Regions from separate parts of the Mus musculus genome. Here region 2 is linked to region 1. Evidence: chromatin contacts called from public promoter capture Hi-C data. All regions are on one chromosome and are shown on one strand. The core of a region is the stretch at or near the end of the contact, and the rest is flanking DNA. Distances in the headings are between cores, read along the strand shown.

Evidence for each region. Promoter capture Hi-C pulls out the DNA fragments that hold promoters and counts their contacts.
Region 2: a contact with region 1 is called in a promoter capture Hi-C map of stem cell-derived epiblast-like cells, with 6 times the contacts expected there. The contact joins the promoter of Plod1 here to the enhancer-like site in region 1. A contact is called at or near these places in 6 of 39 promoter capture datasets (cranial neural crest, hippocampal neurons, liver and 2 more).

The regions. Positions count from the first base shown.
Region 1 is chr4:147,422,624-147,428,599 of GRCm38.p6, reverse strand. No RefSeq gene overlaps it. Among named protein-coding and RNA genes, the nearest start is that of Gm46898, 14 kb to the right of the region's middle. Within about 2 kb of position 4,004, at least 8 of the 459 cell types and tissues checked have an H3K27ac peak or open chromatin away from gene starts, as enhancers often do. A contact at or near this core is called in stem cell-derived epiblast-like cells, where this site is marked.
Region 2 is chr4:147,931,599-147,938,201 of GRCm38.p6, reverse strand. Plod1 (procollagen-lysine, 2-oxoglutarate 5-dioxygenase 1) reads left to right here and starts at 1,426. Exons shown (of 19, transcript NM_011122.3): 1 at 1,426-1,600; 2 at 5,380-5,471; 3 at 6,439-6,575. The coding sequence starts at 1,525.

The DNA.
Region 1 (5,976 bases), core at 2,755-5,254:
ACATGGGTAAACAGCTAGAAGCCCTTAAAGAGGAAACACAAAAATCCCTTAAAGAATTACAGAAAAACACAACCAAACACACGAAGGAAATGAACAAAACCATCCAGGATCTAAAAATGAAAATAGAAAAATAAAGAAAGCACAAAGGGGAGACAACCCTGGAGTTAGAAAACCTAGGAAAGAGATCAGGTGTCATAGATGCAAGCATCACCAACAGAATGCAAGAGATAGAAGAGAGAATCTCAGGTGCAGAAGATACCATAGAAAACATTGACACAACAGTCAGAGACAATGCAAAATGCAAACAGCTCCTAACCCAAAACATCCAGGAAATCCAGGACACAATGAGAAGACTAAACCTAAGGATAATAAGTATAGAAGAGAGGGAAGATTCCCAACTAAAAGAGCCAATAAGTATCTTCAATAAAATTATAGAAGAAAAGTTTTCTAACCTAAAGAAAGAGATGCCGATGAACATACAAGAAGCCTACAGAACTCCAAATAGATTGGACCAGAAAAGAAGTTCCTCCTGTCACATAATAATTAAAACATCAAATGCATAAAACAAAGAAAGAATATTAAAACTTGTAAGGGAAAAAGGTCAAGTAACAAATAAAGGCAGACCTTACAGAAAAGAAAGAGCAAAATTAAGGATGTGGAAAGAAACAAATGATACACATACTGACCAATTCTGTGGAAAGACTGTGGGCCACAGGGTATTTGTGTTTCCAGTACCATAGTGTTCTTGCATAATAAAATAAAGTGAAAATAAAAATAAAGTAAAAGTGTAAGCAAAGCTAGTTTACTCAAGCAAATGGCAAGTGTTCTCATGCAGTGGGGGCAGGAGAGTGGGGAAGGTAGAGGAGGAGAGGGAGAAGGAGAAGATGAGAGAATATAGCAGTACAGCTTTGCCACAGATAACTTAAGGGCAAAACAGTAACTTCTGGTATTTGCTATTTTCACTAATTATACATGCCTTTTTGCCTGGGTTTTAAGAAGACTGAAAGGGTTGCCTGCGTTTCTGCCTTGGTGATAAGTCCTTTATTTCTGAAACATGTCTGTTCTGAAAATCTAAACACTGCTCATAAGTGACACCGTGTGAAGGTCTTCAAATGTTTAAAATGTTAAATCACATACAAACTAAATATCCTCTGCTTGAAATAAAAAATATGTATTAGCTACTTCTCTTATATGGTGAAAAAATACTTTAACAAAGGAAACTAGGAAGAAAGGGTTTATTTGTCTCTGAGCTTGAGGGCATATTGCACTATAGAGAGGCAATTCTGGCAGCCGGGACATTTGACCGCAGTTCACACTGCATCTGCATCCAGGAAGCAGAAAGAGATGGGTGCTGATGCCTAGCTTGCTTTCTCCTTATTCAGGCGAGAGAGAGAGACAGAGAGAGAGAGAGACAGAGACAGACAGACAGACAGACAGAGACAGACAGTCAGAGACAGACAGAGGAATAGAGACACAGAAAGAGAATGAGAATGTTTTGGCTAATTAAAAGATAAAAAATTTAATAGAAATACTTAAATAGAAAAATCATTTTCGAGTCTTGAGATAACTCAGCCAGTAGAGGCAAACAATCACAGGACTTGCAATCTGAGTTTGATCTGTGGATCTCACAAGGTGGAAGGAGGAGAATCTATACCTTAGAGTTGTCCTCTGACCTACAGAAGTGCCAGGCAGGACCCTCCCTCACCCCCCACCACTCCAAAGGGGTCTGGACATATGGGTTTTAATGTACTTAGCATGGAAGGCTTATCTAAAACTAAGACAAGTTCAGAAGAATTGCCATAGAAGACAAAAACCAAAGCTGTTAGAATTTAAAGAATACTTCAGGCTAGTTTTGGAAGCCCTACCTACTTTTCTGAATGCAACAATTCTCTTATTTGAAACATTGTCTCATTATATCAAAGGGAAACATGAAGTGTGCAGTAAAGATAGTTAGGGAGGTGGAGTAAAGAGGAGAGGGTTTCCCCACCATCAAGGTGAAGGCCAGTTTGTCCACTTTCTCCTGTTTTCATTTTAATTATAGGAATTAGAGCTTTGGAGCCGAAGAGATGGCCGAGCCACTAAAGACTAGGTTCACAAACAAAAATATAAGAAGTTGGAGATTTGTATGGAGAGAAGAACACATGTCCTAGTTTATGTGGCAAATTCTCACTTACACACTTCCCCTCTCCAATATAAATAGTGCCTCCTTCCACTACTTGAAGATTATCTCAGCTACAGATGAAAACTAAAAGTACCCAAATACATACAAGCAGCACTTATTGGATATTTGTTTCAGAAGTGTGTGTTTGTGCGCTTGTGTGTATGTGTGTGTTTATTTCATGAAGTTGAGGGGAAAATGTGCTGGGGGTGAGTTCTCAAGGGGCTGGAGGGGGGCCCAGTAGAGTATGTATATACTCAACCTATATTGTATACACATATGAAGAGAAGAAAAATCATTTGCTTGACTCTGGCACCCTCTGGTGATTAAAGCATGAAACATCTTTACACAAACAAGTTTTCCTAAAAGCATTAGGACATTCACATTCTGATATTGCTTATTCCTAGAGGGGAAAGTAACACAAACTATTAACATTCCAAATTGGACCATCTAACAGTCCTCACTGAACCTCAGCTTTGAATTCCACATCCTTAAACGTTGTCACTATCGGAGTCTCACCACCACTGCCATCTTTGACACTGTCCAGCATGCCTTTTGTCTCAGATCTCAGTAACTCAGTACACAGATGACCTTCCCAACACTCTTCCCTGCTTCTGCAAAGTTCTCCCAGGTAATGTCTTGGGGGTTGCCACCCCAATTTCTCTCCCTTTCAAGTCACCATTAGTAACCCAATTCTTCCTCGAGACCCCTCAAGAAGCTGCACACCACTCCCTCACTGTGCTGCATCCTATGTGGTCTTCTTTAGTTCTCATGTTCCCACGCCTGCTGAAAGTCCACAATCTTTTGTTGTATTCACACCTCTGAGAGCACCTAAACTCCCTCTTTTACCTAGGCAGACTCTAGACAAAACCCACTAACTCTAACTTCTCTATTTTTTTTCCATCCTGCATGAAACTGGGGAAAACATAAAAAATAATGACTCATCTGATTTTAAATTCAGGGTCAAGAATTCTGATGTCTCATTGGTATCCAGCTGATACTGTATGGTGGCTAGCCTCAGCCTTTTGCAGTCTCTCTCTCTCTCTCTCTCTCTGGGGGGGGAGGGAGGGGGAAGAGGGAGAAAGAGAAATTCTTGCTATGTGTCACACCACTCCTGTCATTGTCCTTATTTTTCTATTTCAATAGTCATCTGATTCATTCATTCATTCATTCATTCATTCATTCTCCCAATCATATTCGCCCTCCCCCCATGCACATGTGTGTATCATTCTCGAGTGATAATATCATTTCCTGCTTTACTGAGAAAATTGAAGCAAAGGGGAACTTTGAGATTACTGGCAGTGCCCACCTTATTGTAATGAGAGGAGCAGTCTACCTTTCTAAGTAAAGACCAGAGCAGCTGCTTTGTATCAAATTCCATTTCTTTCCTTGCTCAGTGACAGCCCTTTCCTCTTTCTCCTCTGTGTCATCTTATAAATATGAAGTCTTCCGGATCACTTGGCACAGCATAAACATGCTGGTATTTATTTACCCCATCTCCAGTCGTTCTCTCTTTTTTTTTATTTTCAGTTTTTTCAGTCCTTCTCTTAATCCCACATTTCCTTCCAATTGTTCTATTGCTCTGAACTCTTTTACAACAACACTCTTCAAAAATCCCCTCAAATTCCATCAGCTCTCTAGTCTTGTCCTTGGGTTCTCTTTCAAACCCACTCTACTCAAACAAAGAGATTAGTAATAAATTGCTGACTTAAATGTGAGATGGTTTTGTAGGCAGCAATAGATAGATATCTGGACTAACGATCAGAGACAGTAACTTGGCCTCCTCCAGAGGGAGCGATCTCATCCTAAAACCATGCTGCTTTAGGAGCTGTCCACTTAGGAAGAGCTGGGGATGTGTGGCTCCTGGGGGTTGTAATCATCAAAGCTAAGTATGGCCTCTCGTATCTGTAATCCCACCACTAAGGAGGCTGAGTCAGATGAACAGCAAACAGCAAGTTTAAGGCCAGCCTTAGAATCCCAATCACCCAAAGAAATTAAATCAAAGTCATTGATGAGAGCACAATTCCCAAGGAATTAGACCCCAAGGATTTAGAATATAGCATGTTGGTGGAATAATGAAGGTGGCAGTAACAGTTTGAAAAGGATAGCTAATAACATTCTAGAGTCTGCAATTGAAAAATCAGAAAATCTCTAAGAAAATTTTGACAAAAGATAGCAACATTTACAGAAATAATGGGCCCATTATGTTCAGCTAGGGGATGGGGCATGTCCATCTTCAACTTGACTCTCTGGGATAATACTTCCATCAGTACATTAAAAATTCACTGATGAGAGTCAGCAGGTGGCATAGAAGCTAAAGACACTTGCTGTTAAGCACAACGACCAAAGATCAATCACTAGGACCCATATGGTGGAAGGGGAGAATCAACTTCTCCAAGTTGTTCTCTGACCTCTACACACGCTCTATAGTATCATTGCATGAACCCCTAACCAAATAAATGTTTAAAAATGAATAGACTGGAACTAGAGAACTGGCTTAGCTGTTAAGAGTGCTTGCTGTGTAATCATGAAAGTCAGAGTTTGAATTGTAGCATCTATGTTACAAGTTGGACGTCTCATGTATGCCTGTAACCCCCACTCTGAGACGGGCCAGAGACAAGAGAATGACTGGGGATTGCATCCATCCTACCAAGGAAATGAGTTTCACATTCAGGCAGAGGCCCTGGCTCAAAGAAGTAGGCACAGGGTAATAAAGGTGGGTATGTTGACTCTCTCTTCTGGCCTTCATGTATGTAGACAAATGTGTGTACTTACAATAAGAATGCATACACTTGGACAGACACATATATACATACATACATACATACATACATACATACATACATACATACATACACACACACACATACATACATACATACATATTTTAAAACTGGTAGCTATGGCTCACATCTAATAAATGCTTTGGTGAGCCAGACACAAAGAAGACATAATAATAGATGACTTAGATCTGAAGAACTCTGTAGGTCAGACAGAATGGTAGGTGTGATTGACATGGAAATGGATACCCTAACCTCAGGGCGACAGCAGTGACCTCAAAGGCCAGCAGGTACAGCTTCACTGTTAGAGAGAATGTGGTACAATTTCCAGGGTAAGCTAGAGGGATGAGAGGTAACCAGACTTCTCTGACCCGTTGTTGTACTCTATGGCAAGAGCACAATAATCATGGGACTGAGATCTTCATGACATACACAGGGAAGCAGAAACTTAGGGGGCCAAAGCATGCCTTACGCCCAATACTCAGCACTAAGTCCATGCAGAGGCTGAGAGCCCTCTGAGGAGCATATATTGGAAGTTTTTCGTTTTTATTTTTCTATAGTGATTCTTTTTATTTTTCAATTTTGAACACACACACATATAAAATATACTTTTTTATCTTTCTCCTCATTATCCTCCTTTACTCCCACTCTCCACTAAATTTTGTCTTCCCCCTTCTGGTTATTTTTGTGTGTATGTGTGTGTGTGTGCGTGCACGCGTGTGTGGTGTATATGTGTCCCATTGTATTTAATTAGGATTGCTTGCATGGCGGGGAGGGGATTATAAACAGATACAAATGGAACCTGAGTCTTAGATTATAATTATTATGTTTAAAAAGTGTGTTTTATTTAAGAATCTTACATAAGAAGCACAATTGATCCTGGTTGAGAACTACTGATAGAAACAAGTATTTATCAATAGTTACATGTGGTGAGCCTTAGTAAATGTCAATTCTCAGGGTATATTAGCTCATCAGCAGGGTGTAGGTCAGTAGGAAGACATCCTCACAACCCTGGTTCAAGTACAGCAGCACCACCCC
Region 2 (6,603 bases), core at 177-2,676, 510 kb before region 1:
CCTCTCTTCTACCATCTGTGAGAGTGTGAGTTGACCTCTGCACAATGAGGTGGACGCCCATTTTTCCAGCCTGTTCTTATTTCCCAGAAAGGACACGTGGTTCTTCAATTGTACAAGTATTGTACATCTTTCTCAAGAAAAAGAGAAACAAGAAAAGAAGAACGATTCCCAATAATATGACCTAGAAACGCTGCATAAGTTATGAACATGTTTATTCCACAACTTGGAAATAATCATTGCAAACATTGGTCTGTAAGTTTCCTGTGTTGGGGGTGGGTGTGTGTTGTTGAGGTCTCACACAGTCCACACTAGCCTCAAGCTATATGGTCACTAGCTCTACGGCTGAGCATGTCTTGAACTCCTGATCCTGCTATGCCTCCTGAGTGCTGGGATTCCAGCTCGCTTTGACACCTTCTTCCTCCCTTCTCTGACTGAGTCTGGCTGTGCAGCTCAGGCTGGCTTTGGACAATGGAGCTCTTCTACCTCCTGAGTGCTAGGATTTGGGCAGACCCCACCCTACCCCACCCAACCTTGTTTTGACCTATCTGCTAGGCAGAGGATCTATCTTTAACAATGAGTCATACTGAAGAGAAAACCTTTCCCACTTAGCATCCTGTAGATGCCTGTTTCCTTTGTGAAAGACCAAATCTCCCTAACTCCCTGATTTCGTCAAGCCCCTCCTCCCCCGCCCTCCCGAACCCTGCCCTAGGATCTAATCTGTGGGACTGAGATTCCAGGGTCCCTGTTTGAGCTCTCTTCTACGGCTTGACAGATTTTGTCTAAATGTAGATGTGCTTGGCTCACATCTGGACCAGGAACCCTTGCTCCAGAAACTTTTGACCTTCTTTTACTTTGTCTGTGAATGGCACTGAAAATTTTCACTCCATCCACTTAGCCCTCATTCATCCATCCACTCACTCACCCATCCATCCATCTGGCCCCCCATCATCCATCTATCCAGCCAGCCAGCCACTTACCCATCCATCCACCTATACCGCCATCCAACCATCCACTCACTCACCCACTTACACACCCACTTATCCATCCATCTAATACCCCCCCCCCACCATCACCACACACACACACATCCATCCCATAATTAACCGCTGCAATTTCCTTGACTACTTTCTGATTTCCTTCCAGGGAGCGGAAAGTTGAATTAAGTGATTCTCTTTTGGGAGCTGGGGCTAGACTTTATATATATATTCCCACCATCGCGGTGCAGATGATATTAAGTCTCCTCTTCTAGACATCAAGGCCTCGCCCTCCTCGCCCACTTGGAGAGAAGCGGGGGAGGGAGAGCATGGACGGTCCGGCATCGGGACCCAGGGGGCACAACGACCTGCCCCAAGTCTGGAGGACCTAGAAGCCTAAGCAGGAAAACCCTTCCCCGAGGCGGGCGGAGGCGTGCGCGGCACCGCCCCCGGGGCGGGCTCAGTGCGTGGCAGCGCCCGCCGGCCCCGTCGCGAAGTTTCCAGTTCAGCTTCTGTCTCAGTGCCGGCGGGTTGTTCCCGAGACTCCGCTATGCGGTCCCTGCTGCTCCTGGCCCCGTTGGCCTGGCTTCTTCTGGTCCAGGCGAAGGATGACGCCAAGCTAGAGGGTGAGGACGCGGCGGCGGAGCTGTGCCTGGCCGTCTGTCTCGCCGAGGACCGGGGTGTCCAGGCGACCTGGGCTGGAAGGGGGGGAGCCGGGGAGCTGGGTTGCGGTCATCTGTCCACTTGCCCGCGGGTGACTCCGGTAGATCACTTCCTCTCATGGGGTCGGGATTCCTAGGTTTGTGCTGCGGGCAGAGGAGGGGACAGCCGAAGTACACTCTCCCCTTGCGCGCCCCCTACCCTCATTTGGCGCTCAGAGGAGTCCATGATCACAATTCCCATAATAAGTAGCAAGACTCCCGTTTATCGTACACGATCTGCTGCAGCCTGGCCTCACTAGTTAAGCACCAGTTAAATACGTTTGCTGGAAGTGTTTTCTTATGTTAACCCCGTTTTCCAGCTTTACAAACTGAGGCTCCAAATCAGCCGCATTCTCCAGGGCATCCTGTTTTCTTCCACCCATGTTGCTGGAGACATGGGAGTTGGCCTGAACATGGTGGGTGGTAGGAATGTGGAGGGCTCCGGTGGGTGAGCCCTGTTGGTAAGAGCACTTGCCTAGCTCGCATGCAGCCCAGGGTTTGGTCCCCAGCGCTGCATAAACTAAACATAGTTGTGCATGCTTATAACCCCAGTACTCAGGGAGGTTGAAGCAGGGTTATCAGAAGTCCAAGGTCATCCTCAACTACACGAAGGGTTAAAGTCAGTCTAGACTACATGAGACCCTGACCAAAAAGGAAAGAAAGGAAGAAAAAAAAAAAAAAAAAAAAAAGGAAAGGAAAAGAACCTGGCTTTGAAACCCATGTGCTGGGAGCCACAGGTTTTTGCATGCCTGCTCCGTCTTCCATCTGTGCTCAGTTATACATAGGGTCACACGCCTTTCGCGTTGGTGATGCACAGTTTTTGAGAAGCTTGGTATTTTAGACTCCAACACAGAGTGGCAAGACCTCATTTCTAGAGATCACAAGAGATTCCTCAAATAAGACCAGCCCCTGAGTCCCCTTAAAGTCAAGGCTCTGGGCATTTTCTCTCCAAGCTCAGAGCAGCTAGGTTTGTTGTTGTTGTTGTTTTGGGGTTTTTTTGTTTGTTTGTTTGTTTTGGTAGGGTCTAATCTAGCATCAAAGGAAGATAGATAAGAGACTCTGATAAGTCCCGACTACAGAGTTGGTAATGTGTGCAAAGGCCCACCTAGTGGCAGGAACCTGGAGCCCAGTGGCAGCCATTTTTTCTCCATTTCACTTTCTCCTGCTTCTGCTGATGCGTGCTCGGATACTCCAGACCATCCCAGTTCCAAGAGCCTCAGTTGCCCTCTAGGAAGCCCAGAACTCAGCTCCCGCTCTGTGCCAAGAATGGAGGCGTCACCGGCAGACACTGTGTTCCACACTTCAGACACTCATTTGGGTCTTCACATTAATCTCTGAAAGGGGGCTCCTTCATCCATGGTTCCTATGGTGGAGTTCAGGAAGGCTAAATTCCTTGCTGAGCCAACTGTTCGTAACACTCTGCTCTTCCACCATGCCTCTTTCATCTCTGCTGACTGGGGTCATAGTTTGTCCATCTGGGGACATCATTACTGGACTTTGGGCAGCAGGAGGGGAAGGCTGAGCTTTCAGGTGGCCAGGCCCATGTGGCCCTGGTGGCTGTTGAGGTTGGGTGGGGGTGGGGCGAGGGGGTAGGGTGGGGGTGCTATCCTGGTGGAACCCATACCTCCTGTTGATACTTTGTGGGTGGCCCAGAGCTCTGATGGGCTTGATGGTGGACTGGAGAGGGTACCTGCATGGGTGGAGACTGGAGAAGCCCCAGTGGTTCTGGATTCTATCTCCAGTCAGCTGTTCTACCATGCTGGGTGCTGTAGTGGATCAGGGGTATGAACGTGGCTGGGTGTGGTGGTGGATGCGCACCTTTGACCCCAGAACTCGGGAAGCAGGGGCAGGGGCAGGGGCATCTCTATGAGTTTGATGCTAGCCTGGTCTACAGAGTGAATTCCTGGACAGCCAAGGCACTTTCTGGCCTATGATATTCTTCCTGCCCCCTTTTGGCATGAGGGCCTCAGAACGGGTGACTAGATTGGTTCTCCTCAGCTTCAGGGAGACTTTAACTTTTCAGACAAGAGTTGGTGGGAGCTCTTCCTCTCATGTGTGCTGCATCTTTCTTCTCTGGACTCCTAGGGTCAAGTGGGGCGGGTACTCCTCCACAGCTGTTTATAGCATCATCTGCTCCTGCCCAAGCCCCTGAACCTACCCTACTGTATCCTGCCAATTCCTGCTTTGCCTCTGGCACTTGCTACGGGGACAGCTTCCTGTCTAAGCAGTTTGCTAGACCTGGTCTCCTTTGTTCTCTCAGCTCAAACTCCTGACGTTCAGAGGTAGGGGAAGGGGAAGGCCCTCCCTGTCTGCTGCTGGCCTGGCTGGTTTGTTTTTGTTGTTATTGTTTGGTTGGTTGGTTTTGTTTTTGAGTGGGGGGTGTTCTGTTCATTTTGGTAAGTGGGAGTCCTGGATTCAGAGGAGCCACTGAATGGTGGGCCTGTCCTCCAGCTTCCAGGGACAAACGTCTGAGTGGGAATCACAGGGGTTGACAGCGAGGAAGGAGAGGGGCCACTGTCATGCCTGGCCCTGGGATTTTTGGCAAGGACAGAAGCCATCAGCAAGACTCAGCTGAAGAAAAAAATCATACACAAACCATAAAATAAGTCGACCCTCTGGCCACACAGAGCCATGAATACTGGGCAAGGCGTCCCCCTCGCCAATCAGCCGCTCTGACTTCTCTCACGGTGTGCCAAGTGTCTAGCAGCCCCGAAAGGCAGGCACTTCACTGTCCTTACTGCATAGGGGAAAACTGAGTTCCAGGGGCTTGCCCTGGGTCACACAGTTTGTAAGAGGTAGTGCTAGGATCTAGGTTGGCAGGCCAGCTCCCACCCTTTCTTCTTAAGGTATCCAAGCCTCACAGTAGGGTTTAGAGGGGCTATCAGGGGTGGGGGTGGGGCTCCCGCAGACGCTGTCTTGGCAGTTGCTTCTAGCATGTTCTGTTGCAGAGGTGCAGTCACACTGCAGAGCTGGGAGAGGCCCCTTGTTAAGAAGGTCGTAACAAAGCCAGGCACGCTGAGTGTGTCGGTGCATACCTGGCATCTCAGCGATTGCGAGTGGAGGTGGGAAGACTGAGAGACAAGTTCCAGGGCAGCGTTGTTACCTGTGGAGCTGGATAGCGACCTGGGTCACATGAGGACCCTTTTCAAAATGAGAGGGAGGGAGAGGGAGGAAAGATGATACCAGCTACTCTGGCCACAGACATGGACGGATGGGGGGATTTCACATTGGTTTCCACCCCAGGCAGTCTGAACTGGAAGCATGCATGGCATTGGGAGAGTCAGCCATGCAGGTTTGGGGAGGACCACACAGTATGTCCACCCTCCACGCATGCGTAGAGAGCAAGCAACCTCTGCATTCTGTACTTGCCACCCCCAGATGGCAAGCACTGGCCAGAGTGATCCTCCCATGGTCAGCGCTCAGGGCATCCTCCTTTCCACCCCCCTCCCCCACGTGAGGCCTGTACCTTCTAAAGCCAGAGACTTCGTTTCACAAGGCAGGGTGCACCCCTATATCCATTGCTGCCTGGCATGTTTGTCAGTTCCTACACACAGGGACCCCAAGGGAGGGAATGGGGAGACTAGGATTACACCTCTGTTTTATCCGTAGCCTAGCCTGAGCCCTTGGCTGTAGTGGTGTGATGAAGGCCACTGTTGAGGGCTCATGTCCTCATTTTCCCTCACCACACCCTTTTCTGTCCACAGACAACCTTCTGGTCCTCACTGTGGCCACAAAAGAGACTGAGGGCTTCCGCCGCTTCAAGCGTTCAGCTCAGTTCTTCAACTACAAGATCCAGGTGAGGGCTTCCTGGGCAAGGCAGAGACCGTGTGTGTTGGTGTATATGTGTGTGTGTGGCGTATCCAGGAGCATCTCCTTCCCAGAGTTAGGGATCTTGGGACAGATGTAGGTGCCAAGAGGAGGCTTCCCAGAAGCTGACGAGTGAGCTTGAGTTAGGATGAAGGGTGGAGTATGAGCAGATCCTAGGAGGTGAATGAGAGGGAAAGTGGAGGCTAGAGAGATGAGCAGTGGTACCTGGATGGCAGTGGGCAGAGGCCTCGCTGGGAAGGCTAGTATAGACGGCAGGACCTGGGAGCCAGCATTCCCACAATTCCCTGGGGCATCTTGCGATGGATGTGGTCTAAACACATCCTCTGGAGTGTGTGCACTGCTTGTCTGCCAGGCATGGGCTTCCTGTCATCTCTGGGCAGTTCATAGGGCCTGCAGGAAGTCAGCCCTCACCTCGCCTCGCCTCACCTCAGTGACCATTCTGAGTGTTGGGCACAGGGGACAGAGATGTACTCAGCCTCATCATGGCCTGTACAGAGCTGGGGATAAGCCCAGGAAGAGAGGGTATCAGCTGTTATGGTTTGTAATGAAACAGGGTGTTATTTCAGATATAGCTAGATCCAGGGTCCCAAGCATCAACGGGCATTATTTTCCATCTCCAGAAACAGGCTCTCTCCAGTGCCGTAACTTGACTCTAGCCCCACAACTCTTCAGTTGGCTCTCAGCCAATGATGACAATTTTGCCTTAATTTTAACAACAGACCCAGGGGAGAGTGATAGGTCATGTTTGGGTTATATGCTCAAAGCTCTAGCTATGGGAAGGGCTGAGGGAGTGGGATGTATTGATTGTGTATTGTTTTGTGGTCACGTGACCACTGCTGGCCTCCATCTAGTATGGTTCCCCTGCGTTGAGTTGAAAGGAAGCAAAGGTGTCCACCGTGCAAACTCTACCAAGAGCTGGGGGCCTCTCTCTGCAGTCACTGGGCCTGGGGGAGGACTGGAGTGTGGATGGAGGACCAGCAGCAGCAGGTGGAGGACAGAAGGTTCGGCTGCTGAAGAAGGCACTGGAAAAGCACGCAGACAAGGAAGACCTGGTTATTCTCTTCGTTGACAGGTGGGTGTGCAGGGAATCGGGTCCTGGG